2 separate regions of the Mus musculus genome follow, and region 1 is linked to region 2. A link is a contact called in public HiChIP or PLAC-seq data. All regions are on one chromosome and are shown on one strand. Each heading gives the region's core, a stretch centred on a gene start, on an enhancer-like site or on the middle of the called end of the contact. The rest is flanking DNA. Distances are from core to core; before and after follow the strand shown. Region 1 has its middle 25 kb from the start of Tex36. Region 2 has its middle 160 kb from the start of Tex36.

What was found. HiChIP or PLAC-seq counts read pairs in DNA pulled down with a chosen protein or histone mark.
Region 1: an H3K27ac HiChIP or PLAC-seq map of embryonic stem cells shows a contact between it and region 2, with 4 times the contacts expected there. The contact joins two enhancer-like sites. A contact is called at or near these places in 2 of 115 datasets of contacts at active chromatin or transcription factors (both in embryonic stem cells) and 1 of 9 other capture datasets (embryonic stem cells).

Annotation. Positions count from the first base shown.
Region 1 is chr7:133,575,200-133,579,544 of GRCm38.p6, forward strand. No RefSeq gene overlaps it. Among named protein-coding and RNA genes, the nearest start is that of Tex36, 25 kb to the right of the region's middle. Within about 2 kb of position 1,917, at least 5 of the 459 cell types and tissues checked have an H3K27ac peak or open chromatin away from gene starts, as enhancers often do. A contact at or near this core is called in embryonic stem cells, where this site is marked.
Region 2 is chr7:133,438,553-133,442,548 of GRCm38.p6, forward strand. No RefSeq gene overlaps it. Among named protein-coding and RNA genes, the nearest start is that of Tex36, 160 kb to the right of the region's middle. Within about 2 kb of position 2,534, at least 28 of the 459 cell types and tissues checked have an H3K27ac peak or open chromatin away from gene starts, as enhancers often do. A contact at or near this core is called in embryonic stem cells, where this site is marked.

The DNA.
Region 1 (4,345 bases), core at 667-3,166, 140 kb after region 2:
AGCCTTATAAATAACCAAGCTTTAGAAGACTGCTCATGATCACAAAGGTAGTGTGTGATGGCTGGGGATCAAAGCTTCACTCTTCAACCAGTGAGCTAATAATATCAGCCTTCATCACCGTCCCAGACACATACGTTCTAGAATGCTCTTTAAGTCATACCTGTGACAATGCAAGTGCTGTGACTAGCATCATCAGTGCAGCAGAAAGGGGAATACAGAGTCCTCAGGCCTGAGAGCCTGGTCCTATCACAGTCCCTGCATCTCCTGGACCTGCCTGATGTTTCCTTTCATCCTGTTCTCTGGGCATCCAGGTCTACACTCACATCACTCACACGTCGTTTCCAGACCAAGAGATTCTACCTGCATCCTGAACTCCTGGGATTCTTCTGACGATTATTGATTATAATGTACAGATTCTCTAATGGGATGACCAAGCAATATTCAATTTTGGGATCTACGTGGAATTTCCAAACTAATTCACACATAAGACTTTTCTAACCTCTGCATTCCTACTCTGTGAGTGCACACATTGTGATCAATCATATCTGCCCCTCTCCGCTCACCTCCTCTCTCCAGGCATAGCCCTCTCACTTACTTCTAGCATCTACAAAATCTCTGGTCTCTCATGTATCAAGAATACTTAGCATGAGGTCTTCCCTCCTAACTTTTAAGAGTGAGAAATACAGCAGCATTGGCTATAGGCACCTTGTTCCACAGAACATCTCTGGAACTTATTCTTCTCAACCCAAATTTCTGACCTGTGGCTGACTAACCCCCACTCCCTTCCTCCCTCCCTAGCACGCAGTAACCAATAGTCTAGCCTTTGGCTTTATGGATTTGACTATTTTAAATACATGAAAGCATCTATTTTTCTGAGTCTTCTATTGCACTTAGCACCTGTTCCTCAGACTCCCCACCCCCACCCGCCAGGCTTCTGTGTCACCGTAGTTCCTCCCTCTCTGAGGCTGTATAGCGTGGATCTCTCCATGGTCACCACATCCACCTATTCAGCCTCTGTTTAGGCAGCCTGTTTCCCTAATTGCTCCTGCTGCCACAAGCAGGAGAGTGTAGTTTGTTTTGTTTTTGTTTTTGTTTTTGCGTTTTGTTTTGTTTTGTTGTTCCTGATTTTCACTTCTTTGAACTTGTTTTCCCACCGTCCTGGCTGACCCTGGGGTCATCTGGGGAGCTTTCTATAAAAGACTGGGGCATCCCCACCTCCAGAATCTCGCTAGGCCGATCTAGTGGGACCCAGACACTAATGAACGCTGGGCTCCTCAGGACACTTGAGGAACAGTCAGCTTCATAGGTCTTAGCCCCTCCACCCCCACACACTTGGGACTGGAGAGCTGGCTCACTGGTTACCAGCACAAGCCGCTTTTCCAGAGGACTTCAGTTTGTTTCCCACCACCTATGTCAGGCAGCTCACAACTGCTTAGAACTCCATCTCCAAGGGATCTGAGGTCCTCTCCAGGCCTCCTTGGTCACCCACATGCAGACATCCCCTTACCTTAGAAGTAAAAATAAACCTCAGAGAAAATAGCCTTGTCTCCAGTTTTGTCTTGCTCACATCTTCATCTCCACTTTCCTTCTGGGAAGTTTTGTCCAGCCCCTTTATTAATCTGCCAAGCCCAGTTAAGATCCCAGAGGACCTCAAATCCTCTACAAATCTAGATCCACTGCTGCTGGGCTTCCTTCAGACTCATCAGGGTTTCACCTGATGCAGAGTCCCTCCCCTCTCTTAATAGCTCATCCTGTCCCAACCCCCCATCCCCCGCCCATGCTGCTGTGGTTTGAAAGTGAACAGCTGGCCACACAGCATTCTCAGTAAGAAGCAGAGCGATGAATACTGACATTCCGTTCTCTTTCCCCTTCCTCTTCGGGCCTCATAGCCTTGCAGCTATGAGATGGTACCACCCACATTCAGGGTGGTCTGGAAACAGGACACACCCAAAGATGTGACTCTGGTAACTCTAAACCAACAAGAAGACAGCAAAGGTTAACCATCAGAGCCACCACACCCAGCTGCATGCAGGACACAGCTCTCGGCTTCCTTCAGGTGCACTGAACTGAACTCACCTGAAGCCCCCACCTGAAGGCCCCACCTGAGGCCCCCACCTGCTGCTCCCACCTGAAGCCCCCACCTGAAGGCCCCACCTGAGGCCCCCACCTGCTGCTCCCACCTGAGGCCCACACCTGCTGCTCCCACCTGGCCCCTCCAGTTTCCCTGCAGTTTGTTCCACTCAAGCAGGGGCCACGTGCTACCTATAGTTGCCTGAGACCAAATGCTTTGTGTTTCTGGCTGCTAGGTGGGAAAACAGTAGACCTCATTCTGCTTGCTGAATAATTCCATTATCCCTCTCTATTACACTATTAATTCTTCATTTTATCTGTCATTAGGTTTTCAGTAAATAAATAAATGAAGCCAGCACAACTGCTTATATCCATAAGTAATCAAAATGTATTTAGTGCCTTAGTAAGTAGCTTGTTTTTCTAATTTTCCTTTAATTAGCAGAGAAAGAATTAAAATCAATTCCTTATCCAGCAGATAAAAAATTAAACTCAGCTTTTTCCCTCATACATATCCAAATTTGAACGTACACAAGAAACACAAATTCATAATCATCCTGTAATATAATATGTATCCAATATTAAACACATTGCTATGACATTTATCTTCTCTCCCTGATCACAGCTTAATAAAATTATAATTATGACCTTTCAAAGCATCCTCGCCTGATCCCCACTGATGCAGCCTCCGTAGCTTCATATCTTGGCTCTTCCTAGGGGCAGCTACATCTCCCTGACAGGTCTTCTGGTCTGGATGAGGTCTGTTGTTGCTCAGCCTCGTAGTGCAGAGGCCAGAGCAGTGCTAAACTCAGTAAGGGCTCAAAATCCGGTCACTTGTCCCATCCCTTCCCAAGAAGTTACTTGCAACTGATACTTGCTGGGGAAGGGAAAATCAGCTTTCCCCAACAGAGTGTCCCTGGATATATCAACCATACTACAGAGTAGGTAGGCCCCATGTCCCAGGCCATCACAAAAGGACTGTGTGTGTGTGTGTGTGTGTGTGTGTATGTGTGTGTATGTGTGTGTGTGTGTTAGGTATATGTGTGTGTGTATGTGTGTGTGTATGTGTGTGTGTATGTGTGTGTGTTGGGTATGTGTGTGTTGTATGTGTGTATGTGTGTGTGTTGGGTGTGTGTGTGTGTTGGGTGTGTGTGTGTGTATGTGTGTGTGTATGTGTGTGTGTGTTGGGTATGTGTGTGTATATGTGTGTGTGTTGGGTGTGTATGTGTGTGTGTATGTGTGTGTGAGTTGGGTATGTGTGTGTGTGTGTGTGTGAGTTGGGTGTGTGTGTGTGTGTATGTGTGTGTATGTATGTATATGTGTGTGTGTTTATGTGTGTGTGTGTGTTGGGTATGTGTGTGTGTGTATGTGTGTGTTGTATGTGTGTATGTGTGTGTGTTGGGTGTATGTGTGTATGTGTGTGTGTGTTGGGTGTGTGTGTGTGTGTGTTGGGGGAAGGGATATTTAGTTTGGGCTTTTGTTTTTGTCTTACTGATTTAATTTTTTTTAATTTGTCTGTTTTGATTTCTCTTTTGTTTTTGAAGTTTTTCCTCTTTTGCTTTGAGAGAGAGCATGAAGTTAGGTAGGAAGATGGGATGGACCTAAAGGAGTTAGGGAAAGGGAAATGTGACCAAAATATATTATGTGAAAAAATGTTTAAATAAAAATAATTTTTAAATAGTCACCAAATGTTTAAAAGCATGAACATTTATACACGTGGCATGGCTCTGTGGTGGATGTCAGAGAGGACGGGCATTCAGGAAGGGCTTGGTGCACAGTGGGGTTGTGAGAGGGAAGGGGTAATGCTCTGTCAGAAACTAAGCTTCAAATCAGCTCCCATTCGGCTGCAAACAGCAGCATCTTTGAGCTGGACTGTTTTAACTGGTCAAAGATATCCAACTCTTGATTGATGTGCTCCAGGAAACCAAACTCTTCCTTAAAGGGCAGACGTTCCCAGGTATTTGGTGCTGTAAACTATCCTGTTTGCTTTAAGACAACGTGAGTCTCATGAAGCCCAGTCTGGCCTCAGACTTGCTATGAATCCAAGGATGGCACTGAATTCCCACCCTCCGAGCACTGCAATCAGCAGCATGAACCACCATGGCCAGCTAGTCCTTGGAGGGCCAGGCGTATGTCTCCTGTGAGGAACTTCTTGCTACTACCCTTTTAGAAACTCATCAATATTTGCTAGAGGAGGATTGGGTACTGCACTCCCAGCTGATGTCAGTCTTGGGATCTCAGAAAAAGTACTTTGTAATACTACATTACGGTGGTTTCT
Region 2 (3,996 bases), core at 1,284-3,783:
CTGTGCAGAGTGAGCACAAGTTAGCGCTGGGTTGTGGTTGCTGCCTGGCTTTGTTTGTTTGTTTGTTTGTTTGTTTTTTTCCTATTTTCATTTTTTCACTATTGTTTACTCCTCATTTCTAATTGATGATCCAGGCCCGACTCCCCTCTGGTCGGTAGGAGACTGAATCCCCTAGAGCTCAGGAGCTGGGCCACCGGCCTTTGCTGTGTGACTTGGCAAAGCTGTCCAAGGCTCACCATGAAGCATGTTCTTTCCCTCCCTTGCTGGTGACACACTAACGCCAGGTGTGACTCAGACTTCCAGAATGCCACTTAATATCACCCCGCCCCCTCCCATCCTCTCAGGGCTGCTTTCTGCTCCTGATTCTAGCGGCAACAGAAAGAAAATGTTAGATGTATTTGAAGTATTAAAATAGAACAAACATAATTTAAGCCTGCCTGCCTGCCTTCTTTCCTTCCTTCCTTCCTTCCTTCCTTCCTTCCTTCCTTCCTTCTTTACCTCCCTCCCTCCTTCCTCCCTCCCTCTCCTTTCCTCTTTCCTCCTTTCTTCTCTTTTTTCCTTCTTCTCCTTCCTTCCCCCTTCATCTCTCTCCTTCCTTCCTTCCTTCCTTCCTTCCTTCCTTCCTTCCTTCCTTCCTTCCTTCCTTCCTTCTTTCCCCCCCCCCAACCCTCCTTCCTTTCTTCCCCCCCCCCCTTTTCTCTCTTTCTTTCCAGGTATGGCAGGGTACTTAAAGCTATTGTGGTCTGTGTATTCAGGCATGTGTACACATGTGCGTGTGTGCCTTTGGAGGCCAGAAGTCCGTGCTGGGTATTCGTCTCAATGGCTCTCCATCACATTTTCTTTAAGACAAGGTCTTTCACTGTCTTAGCTTGCTTTGCTTCCTCTTGCTGTGATAAACCCCATGACCAAAAGCAGCTTAGGGAGGAAAGCGTTTATTTCAACTTAAGGCTTTCAGTCCATCATGGAGGAAAGTCGGGGGCAGGAACTCAAGCAGGAAACTTGGACGCAGGCCCTGACAGTGTCCATGAAGGAATGCTGGTACTGGCTTGCTCTCCATGGCTAACTCAGCCTGCCCGAGGAAGCCAGAAGGCACCTGATCCCCTGGGGCTGGAGTTATAGATGACTAGGAGCCATTATATGGGTGCTGGGAATCAAACCCCAGTCCTCTGGAAGAGCAGCCAGTGTCCTTGGCTGCTGAGCCATCTCTCCAGCCTCATCAGCTTGCTTTCTTATACACTTCAGGACCACCTGGCCAGTGTGGTATTGCACACAGTGGGCTGGGCCCTTGCATAGCAAGAAAATGCCCCCATAGGCTTGTTCATGTGCCAATCCAGAGGAAGCATTTTTTTCAAGGCAGGTTGTCTCTTTCCAGATGACCCTAGTTTGTGTCAACTTGATAAACAAACAGAACATCCCCAAATCAAAACAAATCAAACCACCACCACCACCACCACCACCACCACCACCACCACCAGCAGCAGCAGCAGCAGCAGCAGCAGCAGCAGCACACTCATTGACCCTGAGCCCTCCATGGCTAGCCTGGCTGTCCAGAAAGCCTGTCTCTGCTTCTGCAGTGCTGGAATTATAGATGTTTAGACGAGCCTGGCCTTTTACTGAGGAGCTGAACTGTATAGCCAGGACTTTGCCAACCGAGCCATGGTTCCAGCTAATGCCCGCCTTTAAAGAGGGAAATGAATTCAAATTTGGCTGAGCTTTTTCCTGCTGGGTTTTGGAAAGGAGGCCCTTTCCTAAACACTGGTTGCACCCTGCCATTTTTCCCACTTAACTCCTTCTTGCTCAGCTCTTTAGTGAGCTTTGGTGGCTTACAATCGCCTGGGTAAATAGACGGCTGATTTGGTGTTTGCTAAAACAGAATATTTGAAGACGAAGTGCTCCACCCTGGACTAAAGCTAGGGATGGTCACTATAGCACACACCAGCAGCAGTGTCCTTGCTTTGAGTGAAAAATCCAAATATTTTTATGGCATTCTTTGATAAAATTATACACTTGAATTGCAAAGACAGAATGTGACTAGAAACCGCTCCGCGTGTTGAACTGCAGCCACGGCTATCCCAGGGAGAGGATCAATTCCAGTCAAACAAAGAAATCAGCAGCAGAAAACACTTTTAAAAAGAAAGAAAGAAGAAAGGAAGCCAGAGTCTCTTTGAAAGAAAAGTGGAATTTTCAGTCTACCTTATTCATTAAAGTTTGAAGCCACATCCCTTTAACGAGCAGCCCAAGGGTAGGGAAATTGCCTTGAACAGCTAAATTCCAGGGAGCTTTGGCACGATCCCCACAACATGATGTGGGATGGCAATTGTATGGAGTTTCTCCCAGTGAATAGGAAGTGATCAAAGATAACACTGCCTGGGAAAGAATTAAAATAGTGTAACATTGCATCGGAGTTCTAGCCGACGTCAATCATCACATGGGCGGATGCACAAGAGCCTTCAAAGCGCAGTATAGCTGCTCTGTGCCGTTCACAATATAATGACCGGCTTCAGTGCGGCTCAAATAAAAATGCACACGCATGTGCCCACTCATCTGGCCAGAACCGTGGAGCATAAGCACAGCTCTTTAAATAGACCTCAGAGCCACAGCCTTCATTTACATCATTTATTAAACACTGGACTGCAGGAAGTGGATTAATTCATAAAACACCATACGACTCTGATTTAACAATGGAGATGCTGTCTGTGAGGAGACCGGCGAAATTAGGGCGCAATTGGGGGAAACTATAAAGCAAAAAGGACTTCCATAATTGCACGATCACCTTTCCCTCTGTGAAAGGACAGGGGGGAGAAAGGAGTACAGGAATTGAATTCCTCATTGTGCAGAAAGCAGTTCCTGGCATATGATGCTGGGCAGAGCCATTTACTGGAAAAAGTGTTGGTTTATTTACATGCTAAACAGCACCACTTTCCAGCTCCCACCAGCAAATAACAGCTTAGCAAGGGGGAGAAAGGAAGTCAGGCCCCTGTTCCAGAGAGAAACCGAACAAAACAGACAGGGACCATCACCATTCTAAGCATCTTGACTATATCGTTACAAATTGGAACACTCAGTTTTTCTGCACATCTCCAAAGAGATCACCTTTGCTCCCCCCCCCTCAAGAATCATAACAGGAATAAATAGACTTTGCATCCAGAAGGAGACATGTGATCTAGAGAAACTGTGGCTACACTCCGGACAGCAGGACATCTTTGGAGCACAACTTTTCAAAACACAGGGAAAGGATCATCTTACACTCAGCAGAGGACTCTCGGACAAGGCCAAAGGCAGGATCCCGTGCTCTTAACAAAGAAAACTGGAACAAAGGTGGATGAACCCAGCAAACTGTTCTTATGTGGTAAACAAGAGGTCTGAATAAAGACATCAAAGGAGCCAGGGTATAGAAGGCACCTTCAATGGCCGTTGTTCCCAGCCAGTGACAAGAATAAAATGAGCAGACTGCTTGCAACAGTCAGTGGGTCTTGTCTACCTTAATCAAGGCATGGCCTTTTGCTTTCCTAGAAAGTTCTTTTTTACCTTTTTGGTTCAGAACAGCTGAGACTTTAGTAAGTGCATAAGTCTGACAGATAACAAGAGGGGGCTGCCAGGGAGCAGAGATACCCAGGAATTATCCTTAAGATACCTCGATATAACCTTCACAGGTTGTTTAAACCCTGGGCAGCTATTCCTAAACTGAATGTGTTTATTTTATCCTAGAAATAAGTTTTTAAGAAGAATTTTCAATAACACCGAGAGAGAGAGAGAGAGAGAGAGAGAGAGAGAGAGAGAGAGAGAGAGAGAGAGAGAGAGAGATTTTGTTGTTGTTTCTTTAAAACAAAACAGAAGAGCATCTGTGGAGACAGCTCAGTGGGTAAGAATGCTTGCTGTGTGAGCCGGGGAACCTGAAATTGAATCCCCAGCCCCCACAAAAAAGCAGGCATAGCTCTGTATGCCTGTGACCCTAGAAATTGGAGGCAAAACAAGGATAGATCCTGGGAGCTCACT